2 separate regions of the Sus scrofa genome follow, and region 1 is linked to region 2. The links are chromatin contacts, called in public HiChIP or PLAC-seq maps. All regions are on one chromosome and are shown on one strand. The core of a region is the stretch at or near the end of the contact, and the rest is flanking DNA. Distances in the headings are between cores, read along the strand shown. Region 1 overlaps KMT5A (N-lysine methyltransferase KMT5A). Region 2 holds the start of RILPL1 (RILP-like protein 1).

Region 1 (5,771 bases), core at 1,527-4,026, 110 kb after region 2:
AACTTACCACTGTCCTTTTAAAAGTTTCCCTGGGAGTTCCCATTGTGGTGCAGTGAAAACAAATACAACTTGTATCCGTGAGGACACAGTTCGATCCCCAGCCTCACTCAGTGGGTTAAGGATCCCGTGTTGCCATGGCTGTGGTGTAGGCTGGAAGCTACAGCTCCAATTAGACCCCTAACCCAGGAACATCCATATGCTGCAGGTGTAGCCCTAAAAAGCAAAAAATAAATACATAGATAAAAGGTTACAAGGATAAATTTTCTTTTTTATGTATTTTGTAATTTTTAAAAAGTTTCCTCAGGATAACATCTCACATACAAGGTCCATTATGTTTCCTTCATGAGGCATTCCCTTAACAATAGTTTTGGTATTTGGTCCCTGTAAGAGTCTGCCTGGTCACACTGACAGTGAGAGGGTTCAAGCGGCATGGCTCTTTGCGGCCTCTGGACCAGCGAAGGTGCAACCTCTCAGCCTTAGCCTCCATGCAGTGGGCCCTGCCGCCCCTTACCTTCATGCCTTCTTCCTTCCCACTTTCAATCAATTCATCAATTCTTTTCCTTTCTTCGGACTGGGTGGGGAGGAAAAAAGAAACAAGTACATCAGCATTCCCTCCTGGGCCATTCCAGTAGCCCTGGCTGCCTGGGATCACAGGTCGTTCACAGTTGGCTTCCATGGCATCGGTCCCTGATGCTGCCCAAGCACCCGTCCTTCTCTCACTGCCCTTTTGAAGGGGGACAATTCGCCACCTGGGGTTCAGATGGACCAGAAGGGAGACAGTGGTAGTGCAAGGGCAGAATTGGGCTCGTGGCTGTGTTCTGCTTGGCCCACGCAGAATTAAAAAAAAAATCTAAATTGCTGACACGTAAAAATCAGAATTCTGATTTCATATAACACCAGTTTGGGCTGATCAGACGGCGGGAGCAGGGGCATGGCCTCAACCAGCCACCCGCCCCTTTCTCCACAAGGCAGCCAGAGGGATCTTCTAAAAATGTAAAGGAGATCAGGTCATTCCCTTGCTTAAAGTTCTCCAGGAAGTTTATTTAACAGTAACACTGGTTCCTTAGTTGTGACAAATGTACCAAGGAACCCTAAGATGAGTAGCTTTGCTCTGCTACTGGGATAAAACCCATTTGTCTGACGGCCCTGAGATTCTGCAGGATCCAGGCCCTAGCCTCACCCTGGCTCCCACCCTCTAGCCACAATGGCTGGCTCTTTCAGAAGGCCAGCTTTGGTCCTGCCTCGGGGCCTTTGCATCTGCCATTCCCTTGCCTGGTAAATCCTTTCCCTAATCCATTTGCCTGGCTTGCTTCCTCCCTTCCAAGCTCTGCTCAAAAGGCACCTCCTCAGAGAAACTTTGCTACTATGGCTAAACTAGCCTTGGCCTAGACACACCATCCAACTACTAGGGTTTATTAACCAATGTCAGAGTGCTCCAAAATTATCTTGCTTTTCAGTTTTTTTGTTATTGTTGTTAATCACTCCTCACTTAAATATAAGCTCTGTGAGTTCAGGAGCCTCATCTGATCTTGTTCACTGTGGAGTCTCCTGGCCTAGAACAGTGCCTGGCACACAGTAAGCCCTCAAAGCAACTCTGCCATAGGCACACACACAACCACCTTGTTGAATAATTAATTAGTTACAAGCATGCTGAGACCAATGAGCAGACGTAAATGGGAACAATCATGGGAAATCTGGGATAGGCAGCTGGGGATTTTCCTGCCGTGGCAGAATAAGCAGGACTGAGCTGGGGCCAGCCGAGATGCCCTGAATGCAGAGCCAAAGGGTCTGAGTTTCACTCTGGAGGCTCAGGTGTTAGGGGCATGCGAGCGACCAGCTCTGAGTGTCCAAAAGAGGATTCTGGCAGCAGCACACAGGGGACCCAGGGCCTGAGTGGGGTGGGGAGCAAGGTCTGAAAGAAAGTGAGGAAGGAGGGATGACCCAAGACATTCCTGAGCTGGAACCAGCAGCTGCTTTGCACCAGGCCCAGGGCTGGGCTGGGGATGATGAGGCCAGGGCACTGCCAACACTGCAGTCCCTGCCCCAGAGCTGGCTGTCACCCCACCCACAGCCATTCCAGCCAGCGAAGCGGCTCCCACAGCAAATGAGGGGTTCAGGGCATCTCTCCAAGGCCTAGCTTCCTCTGGACCGGACTTGGACCCTGGACCCAGTCCTGCCCACTCAGTCTTCAGCCCCAGCGAGGTGCCTGCAGGGCTCTGTTTCACCCCAGCTATCTGCACCCCTGCTTACATCCCATCCACCCAGGCCTCCGTTCTGCCCAGCCCAGAAGGGCAGTCCCTGACCTTACCCCCTCAGCGGAGATGCAGCCGCCCCACCTTTGGGCTTCACCTCTGTAATCAAGAGGAGACACCGCCCTGCAGGCCACAGCCCCACCCGGCCAGCAGCCACCTCACTGTCCTGGCCTGCAACCACCTGGCCACAGTGCCCACTCAGGACAGCCAACACAAACGATGGCAGGCACCGCACGGCTCTCCCTAGCGACTGGCTCTTGGTCCAGTGACAGAGCCAGCTTTACTGTGCCTGCAGACTGAGCCCTGGGGCAGCAAGTGCCTGTTCTCTTCTACTCATCTGCTGCAACATACAGGAGACCTGCATCACAGCCCTCTGCAGCCTTCACTCCTCGACAGAAAAGCCGTTTTTTTCATTAAAAAGGCAAACTCAGCTACCCCTATCCTGCAGCCCACAGCGGCCCTTGGTGGACCCCCAGACTCCCTGTGGGTGTTGGGGCTCTAGCTGCAACCGGGAAGTGTCCCGGGTTCTGGGGCTGGCACCGCCTCGCCCTCTGCAGTGCCGTCTCCAAGAGTGACCTAGCACAGCCTCCCACTGCAGGCAAACATTTTGTAACAGCTTGTTCTTGGCTGAAAAACACTGCCTTTCTAAAGAAATAAAAGCCAAAGCTTCTCTGGAGCGGAGCCGGGGAGGGGGGAGAAAGGGAGTAGGAACGGACCCCCCCCCCCCCCCGCTTCTGTTGTTGGTTTTTTAATGTAGCCCTGTCAATTCAAAGACAAAAAGAGAAAGAGATACACTAGATCATTGTATGTACAGCCACAGATTCACCATCTAAATGCTGAAGGGGTCTGCGCGGGCTGAGATGTCCCACCCCTCAGTGGGGGTGGCAATCTGGAGCACTACTTGCCAGCCTCCAGGTTAATTAATCTGCACACCCAGCAGGCCACAGGGCCAGGCCACACCCTGAGTTTCCTCAACAGAAAGGCAAGCACCACACCTCACTGCATCAAATATTGATCAACTGCTGCATAGCTCAGCACTCTGCAAAGACGGTGGGCGGGCGGGGCCTCACCGCCTGGCTGGCCTCCACAGATTCTGGGGGACCATGGCTGGGTGGGAACAAGCGAAGAGCAGAGAGGCGCCTCCAAAAGGGACCACAGCGGGGAAGCAACAGCGACAATAGTTAGCAGGTCTCACTGTGTACCAGGCACGGTTCTAAGTGTTCTGCGTGCATTAACAAATCGAATCCTCCCAAATACGCCATGCGGGGCTGCTTTATTATCCCATTTCACAGACAGCATAGAGAGGCCCAGGGTGGTAAAGTATAGGCCTGAGGTCATATACACAGTAAGTAGTTCCCAAGCTGCTCCTCTTTACCCCAAGACATGGAAACTTCTAGACAGCAGCCTTCCCCACAGACCCAGGATGCAACGGCCCTGCCAACATGTCCAGAAAAGTCGCTTTCATGGTGACACCTGACTTTCCATGCCACATGCTACAGGTCACAAGGCTCCTTCACAGAGGCATCTTAACCAAGGCTCCTGGTGACCCAGAACATCACGATGACCGCCCCCACTAGACCAAGGAGAATAGCGAGGCCACAGAGGCCAAGAGACTTGTCCCCAGATGATACAAAGAGAGCTCAGGTCCTGCACACTACCTGCACTGCTCCCCAGGCCTCCCTGCCCCTCCAGGAGCCGAGGCTAAAACCACATGCCTCTAACCTGCAGCTCAGCTTTGCTCTTCCTGGAGCTCCTCCGCACAGGGTAGAAATCCGTGAGTTTGCGATTCTGTTGCGTTTTTCCTTGAGCTCTGGGATGGGAAAGGAAGAGGAGAAAGCAAGTATTAGCACGGAGACCACATTCACATCCGGGAGGGAAGCACACAACCCCTTAGGAGAGAGCTCCTTGAGAATGATGTCACTTAAACACCTTTGTCCACGGTGTCCCAGGGTCACTCAAGGCTCTGCTGCCCAGGGGGGCCTCAGAGAGAGTGTCAAAGACAGTCTGCCTGCTCTTGGCGGGGAGGGGGCTCCTGAGCTCTGTACCTGTGCCAGACAAAATGCTGACTAATACTGGTATCCCTAGTGGCGACTCAGGAATCTGAGCTCTAATGCAGGCTGAGAGCAGGGATGGTTTCAACCTGGCTGGCACTGGACAGGCCACGCCAGTATCAGGACCAGACTGCCCGGTCTTAGGGGCGGGCTGGCACTTACTTTTTCCTGGGGGCCTGTTTGCCCCTCATGGGCTTTTTCAGGGCTTGCTTGGCAGCAGCTGCATTGGGAGAATCACAAGACGAGGTCGGGGTTTTGGGAGGTTCTGCTGCTTCAGATTTTTGGTTTGGAAAAGGTGCCAGGGGGCCTCTCCTGGCGTCTTTGATCTTCTGTTCCTCGGACTTCACGGTGCTTCGTATTGCATTCCCAGAGTTTCTTTTCTCTGTGGGCAAAGGGTGGAGAGAGACGGGCTGATTCCAGACTCTCCGTTTCCCACTTTCCAGCCCTCAGCTGCCTTCAAAGCCAGGCTTTAGGAAAGGAGAGGGGCATAGATGTGCTGGACAGCAGTGCCCTTGGTCTGCTAAGGCTGGTGTCTGCTAATGGGTTTCTTAGGAAAACCTTCTGGCTTTACTCTTTGGACCCAGACACTGGGCAGAGCTTTCGGTTCTCTGCATTTTTTTTTTCCAGCTTTGTTGAGATATAAATAGTTAATACAATTACAAGATATTTGAAGTGTTACACCATGATGAATTGATATATACGCTGGAGAAAGATTCCTCCCATAGAATTTATCAACATATCGGGCCTTGAGGGTAACAGTCCTTGAAGCAGAAGCATCAAGGCCAGCAAGACTGGCACAAAGGCAAGATCAGTGGCTTTTCAGGAAATGGGCTGCAGACCCCAGGGGGAAGAAAAAGGCTAAATTGGAGTTCCCGTCGTGGCTCAGTGGTTAACAAATCCGACTAGGAATCATGAGGTTGCGGGTTCGATCCCTGGCCTCGCTCAGTGGGTTAAGGATCCGGCATTGCCGTGAGCTGTGGTGTAGGTCACAGACGCAGCTCGGATCCCAAGTTGCTATGGCTGTGGCATAGGCCAGCAGCTACAGCTCTGACTAGACCCCTAGCCTGGGAACCTCCATATGCCGTAGGAGCGGCCCTAGAAAAGGCAAAAAAAAAAAAAGGCTAAATTTTGAAAGAATGGGACAGCATTGGTGGACAGGAGGAAGGCAATAAAGCAGAACGTCTCCCCAGCAAAGACCTCTCTCCCCAAGAGCTAGCTGCCTGGCATGATTCATTTCAGAGTGTGTGTGTGTGTTCATGCCCACGGCCTGAGGAAGTTCCCAGGCCAGGGACTGAACCCACACCACAGCAGCGACTTAAGCTGCTGCAGTGACAAACACCGGATCCTTAACACACTGCACCACAAGGGACCCTCAGACTCTTTTTTTAAAAAAAAAAAAACTCCCTCTTCTAATAGGGATGAAGCCCAGCTTTCATGGTGGTTCTCAGAATGGTGCCCCAACACCTGT
Region 2 (5,529 bases), core at 1,914-4,413:
TTGAATGGTACCAGCCCTCCTGACACCCACCTCCCATAACATAACAAAAAAGCTACCCTCACATCCTAATTCCTGGAATTTCTCAATGTGATTGTGTCTTTTTTTTTCTTTTTTCTTTTTCTTTTTTTTTTTTTTGCCCGGGGCGTGGTCAGGGCACACCTTCAGCATAGGGAAACTCCCAGCCTAGGGGTCAAATCGGAGCTGCAGCTGCCAGCTTATACCACAGCCAACACTATGGGATCCGAGCCACTTCTGTGACCTACACTGTAGTTTAAAGAAACACCAAATCCTTAACCCACTGAGCAAGGTCAGGGATGGAACCCACATCCTCATGGATACTACTTCATGTCCTTAACCTACTGAGCTACAACAGGAAATCCTTGATCTTATTTTTAAAAGTGTCTATACAGTTATGATTAAGGATCTTGAGATGAGATCATTCTGGATTGTGTGAGTGGGTTCTACATCTAATGACAAGTACTTTTATAAGAGATACGCAGAAGACAGAGGCATAGAACACCATGTGAAGACCAAAGGCAGAGACTGGAATCACAACAGCCACAAGCTAAGGAAGCAGACAAAGGCAGAGACTGGAATCACAACAGCCACAAGCTAAGGAAGCCCAGAAGCTGGAAGAAGTGAGGAAGGACCCTCTGCTAGGACTATCAGAGGGCGTGCAGCCCTGCCAACACCTTCATTCAGATTTCTGGCATCCAGAACCGTCAGAGAATGCTTCTATTGTTTCAAGTCAGCAAGTCTGTGGCAATGTGCAGTAGCTACAGGAAATGAATGCCCTTCCCTGCTCCTCACTGTCCTTGATTTAGGATGGGGATAATCATAGGTCCACGTTTTTGAGTTGCTCTGCACAGATCTGACCCCGGTTTTATTATTATTTTTTTACTTTTTATTTATTTATTTTTCTTGCTTCACCCACGGCAGGCAGAAATTCCCAGGCCAGGAATCAAACCTGCACCATGGCAGTGACCCGAGCCACTGCAGTGATAATGCTGGATTCTTAACCTGATAGGCCACCAGGGAACTCCTAACCCCATTTCAGCACTTACCAGCTGCCTGGCCTCCGGGGTGAGTGATTTGACTTCTCTGTACCTCACTTTCCTCTTTTGTAAAGTAGGGATAATAATACCTCTTAGGATGCTGGATGGTAGCAGTTCTCAAATTTTTGCTCTCAGGGACCCTTTTCCGAGGGCACTCTTAAAAACCACTGAAGACCCTAAAAAGATTTTGTTAGATATGTTATATCTATTGATCTCTATTGTAAACTAGAAATTTAAACTGACAGTTCTTAAAAATATTGACTTATTTAAAACAGACACATAACATATTAACATGAATATTTTTAATAAAAAGTAATTATGCTCCGGAGTTCCCGTCGTGGTGCAGTGATTAACGAATCCGACTAGGAACCATGAGGTTGGGGGTTCAATCCCTGGCCTTGCTCAGTGGGGTAACGATCTGGCATTGCCATGAGCTGTGGTGTAGGTCGCAGACTCGGCTCGGATCCCGTGTTGCTGTGGCTCTGGAGTAGGCTGGCAGCTACAGCTCCAATTAGACCCCTAGCCTGGGAACTTCCATATGCCACGGGAGCGGCCCAAGAAATGGCAAGAAGACAAAAAAAAAAAAAAAAAAAAAATCAATTATGCTCCAAAACAAAAAGGTACCGAGGACTATAGCTGTGACATTGGTTCCTACTTTTGCATGTCTCTTTAATGTCTAGTTCCTTATTAGAGATCTGGATCTTCAAATCTCCATCTGCATATTCAGTCTATCATGATAGGCTGTGTAGTGTTAAGAATATGAAGAACATCTAGGCTCTCACTGATACATAGCTAGCAAAAGGGACCTCAAAGAGACTCTGGGTAGTGGGGAACCCCAGTGGTCCTTAGGCCACTTTTGAAAAGCCATGGAGTAAATGAGGAAATATTTATAATAGACCTAGAATAACATCTGGCACATGGTAAACACTATATATTTTTAAACTAAATATGAAGCAAATGCTCAGTGCATTTTAATTACTTAATTTATTAATTTTTTGCTTTTTAGGGCTGCACCTGCGGGGTATGGAAATTCCCAGGCCAGGGGTAGAATGGGAGCTGCAGCTGCCAGCCTACACCAGGGCAATGTGGAATCCCACCCCTGTCTGCGACCTACACCACGGCTCACAGCAATACCTGATCTTTAACCCACTCTCAGTACATTTTAAACTTTGAAAGTCTTCAGTTTTAATCCACATGTATCAGGTTGGGGTGGATTTTATAGCTACAAAGACATTAAAGGTTTTTTTTTTTTTTTTTCCTGCCTTCAAGGAGCTCACAATCTGATGGGGGAGGCTACCTGTAACTACGTTAAAACTCACTGTGCTAAGAGCAGTTTTATGGGAGTAGGCAGCAGGCTGTGTGGATGCAAAAGCAGGTCCCTAATTACCCATGCGTGAGGGTGCGAAGGGTGGGGTTGTGGGTTCAGGGAAGGCTCACCTGGGCGGGGATGGGTGGTCTGATGGACTAGCGGATTTAGCCAGGTCAAAAGAAAGAGGGCTCGGGACAAGAAAGCTGAAATCCAAACCCCGGCCTCACCTTCTCTGTGAAGTGGTGTTTATGTCATAAGGAGCCACTAATGGACGTGGCCCGGCAGGCAGCGTAGCCCGGCGGCTCAGGGACCAGAGGACCGCACCACTCTTCTGCCCTTCTCCCGGGCGCCTCTCCTGGAGCACAGGGCCTGGCGTCGCCAGGTCTGCCTGGTGACCAGGTCGGTGAGGCGGGTCCTCGACTCCCCACCCCATAGTCCACCTCCGGAACCCTCCTTTTCTCTCCAAAGCTGGGGCTGCCCGCTGACGCTGTGAATCGTCCAGAGACCGGCGACCCCCATCCCCACCGCCTCCACTCCCTCTCCTCCGGGCTAGTTTGACCCCTCCAGGCGGGAGTGGGAAAGGAGGAGCCAGGACCGGGCCCGAGGAGGGGGTGGCGCCTCCGGACACGCTGGGGGATCCGGCTGCAGGCGGGAAGGAAGGTCCCGCGGGTGGAGCTGGGGGTCCGGGGGGGCGGGGGGCTGCGGAGTCGGCGGGTGGGGGTGCGGTGCCCGTGGGGGCCCCAGGGCGCCCTCGGGCGGCGGAAGCTGGGCGCGCCCCTCTCCAGGCCGGGATCAGGGCGGGGCGCGTGGCATCCCTGCGGGGGGAGCCGGTCACCCAGCGTCGCCGCGGACAAAGTTTCCCGGAGGAGCCGCGGCCGCCCTTCCTTTCCAGGCCCCGGGCGTGTGGGCGAGCTTCGGGCGAGGACTGTTTCCGAGGGCAGTGGGGGCCCCCTCTCCAGCTAGACCCCGCGCCTCCATTGCGCCCAACTCGGATTCCCAACTTGGGAGGCGCCGCGGGCCTGCGCACGCGCGCGCTTTCCTCGCCTCCGTCTCCTCCTCCTTCTCCCCCCACTGGGGAGCAGGCTCTGGGCCGAGCGGGGCGCGGAGACCCGCACCCGGCGCGCTGACCTCTGGCTCCCGGCCGGTCGCCTCCGCCCATGCCGACGCCCGCCGCCCGCCCGGTGCGCCCTCGCCGGAGGACCAGCTAAGCGCGGGCCGGCGGCGGCAGAGGGAGGTGGGCCCGGCCCGGCGCTGCCCTCGACAGCGGCAAGTTTGGGAGTTGCACTAGTTTGCGGGGTGAGGGAGAGGCCGGGCGGGGGGCCATGGAGGAGGACCGGGGGTCGGCGCTAGCAGCCGAGTCAGCGCTGGAGAAGAATGTGGCGGAGCTGACCGTCATGGACGTGTACGACATCGCGTCGCTCGTGGGCCACGAGTTCGAGCGGGTCATCGACCAGCACGGCTGCGAGGCCATCGCGCGCCTCATGCCCAAGGTCGTGCGCGTCCTGGAGATCCTGGAGGTGCTGGTCAGCCGCCACCACGTCGCACCAGAGCTGGACGAGCTGCGCCTCGAGCTGGATCGTCTGCGCCTGGAGAGGATGGACCGCATCGAGAAGGAGCGCAAGCACCAGAAGGTGGGCAGTAGCCTCAGTCTGCCCATCCGGGCAATGGAGCAGCTGGGACCTAGGGGCCCTTTCGTATAGGACAACTGTAGGTGACACTTATGTGTACACAGAGAATAGGCAACAGGGATAGGGATGGAGGCCCCGGCCCTCTTTTGCCCAGTCTAGGGGACCTGGCATATACCACCCCCAGAGATTAAGGGTAGTTCTTTGGAGTCAGACCTAAGTTCCGGTCCTACTTTTACCATTTAATAGCTGTGTGACCTTGAGTAAGTTATTTAACCTCTCTGTGCTTTATTTCCCCACATATCAGATGGTGATACTAATAGGATCCACCTTTTAAGTATTAAATGGGGGGGAGTTCCCGTCGTGGCGCAGTGGTTAGCGAATCCGACTAGGAACCATGAGGTTGAGGGTTCAGTCCGTGCCCTTGCTCAGTGGGTTAACGATCCGGCGTTGCCGTGAGCTGTGGTGTAGGTCGCAGACGCGGCTCGGATCCTGCGTTGCTGTGGCTCTGGCGTAGGCCGGTGGCTACAGCTCCGATTGGACCCCTAGCCTGGGAACCTCCATATGCCACGGGAGCGGCCCAAAGAAATAGCAAAAGAAAAAAAAAGAAAAAAGAATTAAATGGGGGAGTTTCCTGGTGGCTAAGTGGGTTAAGGACCTGGTATTGTCACTGCTGTGGTGCACATTCAGTCCCTGTCCCAGAAACTTAAGCATGCAGGTGCAGCCAAAAAAAAAAAAAAAAAAAAAAAGTTAAAATGGCAAATTTAAAGGAAAAAAGAGAATTAAATGGGATGTTTTCTAAAGTACTTAGCTAGGAGTTCCCGCTGAGGCTCAGCAGGTTAAGGATCCAGCTGTCCCTGCAGTGGCTTGGGTTGCTATGTGGGAAGGGTTCGACTCCTGGCTCCAGAACCTCCACATGCTGCAGACACAGACAAAAAAATAATAAAAAATTGAGTGCTTAAGTAATGTTATTCTTTTCCAGAAATGAAATAAGTCCCTCTGCCCTTCAGTGTCACCTAAGAAGCTAGGACACCAGGCCCCTTTCTTCATCCTCCTCTAGAACCCTCCAGAGCCAAGAGGATATGACCTCTAGCCACTAAGCTCATTGACGCTCAGTCTCTGAGTTCCAGTTTGCAAATGGCTTTGCAGGGTTTCTTCGAGTCTATTAACATGAGGTGATTTTATCTTTAATCCTCACACAACTCTGTGAGGTAGGGACTGTTATCTTCATCTTATATATGAAGAAACAGGATCAGAGTGCGAGGATTTGTCTCAAGTTAGTGCTGACAGGGGATTTGTCTCAAGTTAGTGCTGACAGAGTCCCAGCCCTGGTGGAGGTCATTCTTGTGCCTCTTCTCTTGAAGGAGGATGATTTCAGGCAGTTTTATGCCCAAGCCTCTGCCTTGTAAAGAAGAATCCCTCTGGACTCAAGAATCAGGGCCTCCTCACTGGGCCTGGAGGCCAGACAAGGTGCCTGGGGAAAAGGAAGTGGGAGATGTGTGGTTTCCTGCCCCAACCACAGCCCAAGGAAGCTCTTGTC

Evidence for each region. HiChIP or PLAC-seq counts read pairs in DNA pulled down with a chosen protein or histone mark.
Region 1: an H3K27ac HiChIP or PLAC-seq map of skeletal muscle shows a contact between it and region 2. The contact joins the enhancer-like site here to the promoter of RILPL1 in region 2. A contact is called at or near these places in 1 of 5 promoter capture datasets (fetal liver), 3 of 47 Hi-C or Micro-C datasets (epiblast stem cells, retroperitoneal adipose tissue and skeletal muscle) and 2 of 2 datasets of contacts at active chromatin or transcription factors (alveolar macrophages and skeletal muscle).

What each region holds. Positions count from the first base shown.
Region 1 is chr14:29,526,890-29,532,660 of Sscrofa11.1, forward strand. It overlaps KMT5A (N-lysine methyltransferase KMT5A), which reads right to left. Exons shown (of 7, transcript XM_021072264.1): 3 at 4,466-4,685; 4 at 3,975-4,062; 5 at 512-571. Among named protein-coding and RNA genes, the nearest start is that of KMT5A, 14 kb to the right of the region's middle. Within about 2 kb of position 2,777, at least 22 of the 83 cell types and tissues checked have an H3K27ac peak or open chromatin away from gene starts, as enhancers often do. A contact at or near this core is called in retroperitoneal adipose tissue and skeletal muscle, where this site is marked.
Region 2 is chr14:29,420,957-29,426,485 of Sscrofa11.1, forward strand. It overlaps RILPL1 (RILP-like protein 1), which reads left to right and starts at 3,164. Exons shown (of 7, transcript XM_001925355.7): 1 at 3,164-3,995. The coding sequence starts at 3,687. It overlaps LOC102160998 (collagen alpha-1(I) chain-like), which reads right to left and starts at 3,545. Exons shown (of 2, transcript XM_005670587.3): 1 at 2,592-3,545; 2 at 357-1,231. The coding sequence starts at 3,523. The coding sequence ends at 1,213.